Linked DNA regions of Mus musculus: region 1 is linked to region 2. Evidence: chromatin contacts called from public promoter capture Hi-C data. All regions are on one chromosome and are shown on one strand. The core of a region is the stretch at or near the end of the contact, and the rest is flanking DNA. Distances in the headings are between cores, read along the strand shown.

Region 1 (3,061 bases), core at 93-2,592, 1.5 Mb before region 2:
TATGTGCTCTTAAGGTCTGAGCCACCTTTCTTAGGCCCAACTACCATTATTTTGATTGTCTCATGTAGTCCAGGCTGGTGTGAATTGGCTAGCCAAAGATGACCTCAAATCAATCTTTCTTCCTTTCCTTCCTTCTTTTCTTAAAAGATGTGAGAAGAGGGCATCAGATCCCCTTATAGATGGTTGTGAACCACCATGTGGTTCCTGGGAATTGAACTCAGGACCTTTGGAAAAGCAGACAGTGCTCTTAACCAGTGAGCCATCAGGAGCGTACCATCATGCCCGGTTTATACAGTGGAAGGATTGGAACCAAAGGCTTTCTGCCTGTTAGGCAAGCCCTCTATATAGATTGAGTCCCATCATTGGTCCTCCTCATCAATGTTGAGAATTGATCCCAGGGCTTTGCACATGCTAGGCAAGTGCTCTACTCCGAGGGACAATGTCTGTCGGCCCTATTAAACACCCACTTTTTTTTTTTTTTTAAACAATCTACTTTTTCCAGCGCTAGGGTCCCAGAGAGCCACATTTACTAGATGGGTGTTCAACAACTCCAAGCACACCAGTGGATTCTAGGCAGGTGCTCTACCACTGAGCCACGCCCCCAGCCCCTCCCTGGGGGATTCTAGGCAGGGACTCTACCACTGAGCCACGCCCCAGCCCCTCCCTGGGGGATTCTAGGCAGGGGCTCTACCACTGAGCCACATCCCAACCTCTCAGTGGAGGCATCAAGGCACGTGCTTTATTACTGAACCTTTCATCCGGTCACAGGGAGAGGCTGACACAGGACTGCTAGGAGAGTCTGCGTAGCCTTCTGAGTTCCAAAGTCTTAAAAAAAAAATTAAAAACTACAAAATAGCCTGGCGTGGTTGTGCACGCCTTTAATAAAAGCACTTGGGAGGCAGAGGCAGGCGGATTTCTGAGTTCGAGGCCAGCCTGGTCTCTACAGAGACAGCCAGGGGATACACAGAGAAACCCTGTCTCAAAAAAACAACAAAAACAAACAAACAAACAAAAAAAAAACCAATCCACAACAACAAACTACAAAATAGCTACACTGAATTCTAAAAAGAAAGTAGACTTTTTTCATTCTACATACAGGACCTCATTATGTAGCTCTGGCTGTCCTGTAACTACTTAGACCTAGCTGACCTTAAACTCGCAAAGATCCTTCTGCCTCTGTTTCCCGCGCGCTAGGATTAAAGGCGTGAGCCAGCCCGCTCGGATTTAGAGCCTAAGATTAATTTTTGGACGCTGAAAACGGAAAGCAGCGAACCCTTTGACTCCGGAAATCCGGTTGTACAAATTGTTGCGGCGGCCGTAAAGCCAGCCCGAGTTTTGCGACAGTGTCGTAGAGCGCTTGAGGCGGGGAGAGCATGGGGCTGTACGCGGCCGCCGCGGCGGTGCTGGCCGGCGTGGAAAGCCGCCAGGGCTCCCTCAAGGGGTTGGTGTATTCCAGCAACTTCCAGGTAGTGAGGCCGGGGGCTGGCAAGCCGGGCTGGGGAGCGGGGCTTGTCCGGGCGGGAGGGCGAGGCGAGGCGAGGCCCGCGTGGGGTGCAGCGGGTGTCCCCTGTGTCGCACAGAACCTGAAGCAGTTGTACGCTCTGGTGTGCGAGACGCAGCGCTACTCGGCCGTGCTGGACGCTGTCATCGCCAGTGCTGGGCTCCTTCGCGCCGAGAAGAAGCTGAGACCGCACCTTGCCAAGGTGAGCGGCGGCCAGAGGCTGTTACCCGTGCGTGGCTCTCACACTTCTTTCTGGGGTCCCAGTTGAGCTGGGTCAGATGTGACTCCCCTTGGAGCATTGCAGGAAGGGCTAAGTAGGACGAAGGTGCAAACTAGTAGTGGCTGAGGCTACCTACCGGACAGGGTGATGATGGCAAGGTCGGTCGGGGTCCAGAGCTCTGCTGGCGACCTGGGGGGTGGGGTAGGGTGGGGAGGGGGAGCTTCAGGCATGGGGCAGGACACGGGGTTTGCAGATGGCATTTGCTCTCGTCTCTTTACCCGCCTGCCTGGATGCCTGTCTTTTTGTAATGCTGGGAGATTGAACCCAGAGTCTCCAACAAGCCATAGAAGAGTTCTCCCACTGAGTCACACCCACAACACCTCATTGGACAGCATCACTAGACAGATGCTCTATTTTTGAGCAGTACCCCCAGCCCCTCACTGGGGGATTCTAGGCAGGTGCTTATTGCTGAGCTGCAATCCCTATTTCTTCTCTGGTGGATACTAAGCAAGCTTCCTACCCTACTGCTGAGCCACCGCCTCCGTTGCCTCCTCTTCCTTCTCCCCCTTTCGTCCTCTTCGGTCTTTAGAGACAGGCTTTCTCTGTGTCACCCAGGCTGTTCTGGAACTCACTCTGTAGATCAGGCTGACCTCGAACTTACAGAGAACCGCTTGTCTCTGCCTCTTGAGTGCTGGGATTAAAGGCACCATTACCCAGTTAGCTTGTAGTTTTCTTGCTTATGCATCTGATGTTGCTGGCATTATGGACATTTGCCCTAACATCATGCCATTAATTTCTTTTGTGATCTTGGGCAAGAGAACTCTATTGACATGACCATCTGGACAGGTACCTACTTCTCCCACTGGAGGGTTTTATGGTGTTAATAGTTTTGTGTTTTTTCCTGTCCAGGTGCTAGTGTATGAATTATTGCTGGGGAAGGGGTTTCGAGGGGGTGGAGGCCGATGGAAGGCTCTGCTGGGCCGGCACCAGGCAAGGCTCAAGGCTGAGCTGGCCCGACTCAAGGTTCATCGGGGTGTGAGCCGAAATGAGGACCTGTTGCAAGAGAGCTCCAGACCTGGCCAAGGTGACTTGGAGGCTGAGGGGCGGGAGGGGAGTGACCCTCAGAAGGCTCACCTCCCTCCCCACTTGACCACTGTGACTTCTAGCCTACCAGGTACCACGGTTCGTGCGTGTGAACACGCTCAAGACCCGCCCTGAGGATGCAATCGATTATTTCAAGAGACAAGGTTTCTCCTACCAGGGTCGGGCTTCCAGGTAAGAGCTGAACATCGTGCCCGGGTGCCTTCATTTTCCTCTGTGTCCAGGTTCTCAAGGAAGTA
Region 2 (3,125 bases), core at 115-2,614:
CCGCCATTACCCATGCCCAGTTTATGTGATGCTACAGATGGGAGCCAGATGGGCTTCCTGTTAGCCAGGTGTCTACCCACAGAGCTGCAGGCCTCTCTGTTGCTCTTTATACAGCCTTTGAAAGCATGCCTCTTGTTTCCAAAGCCTCAGTGTGGCCCAGGTCCACTTCAGGATTCCAGATACTCAGCCTGTGAAAATCAAAATGAGCTCCGTCTTCTACATCTATAGTCTTATCAGAGTTTTGGTCAGATTATAGAACAAAGGCCATCGTTATCCAAACCCTCTGGTCAGGTGGTTGGCACTGTCTCTTGGGATCCCAGTCTCCTTAGTTACCGTCTCTCAGTGTGTAGCAAGAGAAAGATTCATACCCAGGCCTTTCATTCCTATTGTGTCCTGGAGTGAACATTTAGTTTGAAGGTTAACTCAGAACAAGCCGTTAGTAGTTTTCAAGATTTCTTCCTACCGTATAGGTTATTGTCTTAGTTATGGTTTTACTGCTGTGAACAGACACCATGACCAAGGCAAGTCTTATAAAAACATTTAATTGGGGCTGGCTTACAGGTTCAGAGGTTCAGTCCATTATCAAGGTGGGAGCATGGCAGTATCCAGGCAGGCATGGTGCAGGAGGAGCTGAGAGTTCTATGTCTTCATCCAAAGGCGGCTAGTGGAAGACTGACTCCTAGGCAACTAGGGTGAGAATCTTAAACTCACACCCACAGAGGCACACCTACTCCAACCAGGTCACACCTCCAAATGGTGCCACTCCCTGGCCCAAGAATATACAAACCATCACATTTATGAAGTATGTATTAATCGTAATAGCCACAGGTTCCTTTGGTCTACTTTTGTGTACAACAAACCTTAAAGGAAGATGGCTGAAGACAGGCTAGCCAGGTACAAGCTCCACTTAGGATATGCAGTGTCTGAAACGGCTCCGAGGGTAAATATAAAAAAGGGACTTTCTAAATACTATTTAAGTACTTATAAGGCAAATACTGTGTTTGAATTCTCCTTAAAGGCGTGGCTAGTAATCAATGGACTACGTTTCCCATAGCTCCTGTGGCAGCTTCTCTGCATTTCCTAGAAGGCTGTTCGCCCTTTGCTCTGGCCCTGATCATCCGTGGGAAGAAAAAATGGCAATGTATTCGTCAGCATTGTTTAAGTCAAATATCGTCTTTTGTCCTTTATCGTTCCCCTAATCTGGCTTCTGCTCCTTCGCTCGCTGGCTTGCAGAGCCCAAATAATCTGAGAATAGTCTCTGTGGCAACTACAACGGTTTCTAGGGCTACTCGGAGAAGCAGGAGGCTGTCCATGCCGAAGCATTCTGGGAGTTGTAGTTCTGGTTCCTTTCCAGGCAACGGCTTGTCTTGCTCTGCCTCCTCCCACACCAGAAGTGAGCATCAGGTGGTGGCGAGCGCGTAGACAGGGTGAAAGGTGTGAGGGTTAGCGACAGATCTGCGTATTCACCTTGCTGGTCACCGGCCACCACCACCTCGGCGCCAATGAATTTTCTGTCGCGAGCCCCGCTAACGGCTTGCCGCTGAAAACTCTGGGAAATGTAGTTAGGCGCGAGCAAGCTGTCGTTAGTTGCAGGTCTGAGGCGGGAACCGGGGCTCCTCATGTGTTCGCGGCTCGGTTCAGCCTTCCACGGTGAGGATTTTCAGCCGGGAAATCAGGACAAGACCTGGGACTGGATGCGCGGGAAGCCCAGCCCTGAGCCGGGGGGTGGGGGTGGGTGGGGGCGCAGGCCACCTCTCCAGTCCTGAAACCCCCCCCCCCCCCCCCCCGGTGATGTGACTCTGGGTTAACCGTCTAGTTCCTTCACGTTGTCCGGAATAGCAGAATGGATCCTGGTGATCGGAGCAATTAGGTGCTGTCCATGGGCTGGGGAGATGACACAGGGGTAAGAGAGCTTTTGCAACCTTGAGAAACCGCTCGAATCCCCAGCAGGGAGACAGGGACACAACCAACATGTGGGATCAGAGACCCTAGCCGCCAGCCTAGTCTACCTTCAAGTTCAGAGACGGACCCTGGCTCTGGGGAATGAAGCTGGGAGTAATAACTTCCTGTGGCCCCTGCAGTTGCACACGAGCTCTCAAGCATATGTCAGCATGCATACACCACACACAATAAGTAGTGATGGGTGCTGCCACAGCCACAGCCCTCCACTATTAAAGAAGAGGGAGCTGGGGTTAGAGTCGATAAGGTACCCCTCATCCATGGTCTAGCTGGGGCCGACAGACACAGATCTGCAGTACCTAGCAGTGTTTGCCCTCGGAAGCTTCACTGCTTCCTAAGAGCAAACGCGTTGATACTCCAGTAAATGACAAGGCTGGCGGGTGCTTTTGTTTGATTGGTTGGTTTTTGTTTTGTTTTGGGGGGATTTTGTTGTTTTCTGTTTTGTTTGTTTTTAGTCTGATGTTTGTTTTGGTTGTTGCCGTATGTATTTAGGGGGAGGGCATGTAGTGGTCAGAAAACTTTCTGGGTTCAGAAATTGATCCTTTCCTTTTGCCACGTGGGTCTGGGGGATTGCACTCATGTGATGCAGTGAGTGATCACATTTACCTGCTGAGCTATCTCACCACCTATCTTGGTTTTGTTTGAAATAAGGTCTGTATATGTAACCCTAGGCTGGCTTGGAACTTATAGTCATCCTCCTGCCTCAGCTTCCCCCAGTCCTGGGATTACAGACTTTAGGGAAATCATGATTAAAAATAAATAAATAGCCAGGCTGGTTGCACATGCGTGCGATTCCAGTGCTCACAAGGTAGAGACGGGGAAGTCAAGACTAATTTGAGGCTAGCCTGATCTACATAACAAGATGCAGACCAGGCAGGGCTACATAGTGAAACCTTGTCCCCTTCCATCACTAAAAAAAAAAAGAAGAGTGGGAGAGTGAAAGGACCAGCCATGTAAAGGTGCTTACCACCGAGCCGGACAGCCTGACGTCAGAGTCAATCCCCAGCACCCACACACGGAACAAAGCAAGGTACAGTGGGCCACACTTGTCACCCCCACGTCCTGCTGGGGAAGTTGGCTGGCCAACCGCCCCAGTCAAATGAGGGATCATGAATTAGGATATCAAGAGACCAGGTCTCACAAAACAAAGTGGACAGTGACTTTGG

What was found. Capture Hi-C pulls out chosen DNA fragments and counts their contacts.
Region 1: a promoter capture Hi-C map of liver shows a contact between it and region 2, with 3 times the contacts expected there. The contact joins the promoter of Nsun5 here to the promoter of 4933404O12Rik in region 2.

The regions. Positions count from the first base shown.
Region 1 is chr5:135,368,611-135,371,671 of GRCm38.p6, forward strand. It overlaps Nsun5 (NOL1/NOP2/Sun domain family, member 5), which reads left to right and starts at 1,343. Exons shown (of 10, transcript NM_145414.2): 1 at 1,343-1,466; 2 at 1,581-1,703; 3 at 2,631-2,805; 4 at 2,888-2,996. The coding sequence starts at 1,374.
Region 2 is chr5:136,917,782-136,920,906 of GRCm38.p6, forward strand. It overlaps 4933404O12Rik (RIKEN cDNA 4933404O12 gene), which reads left to right and starts at 1,365. Exons shown (of 4, transcript NR_015555.1): 1 at 1,365-1,650.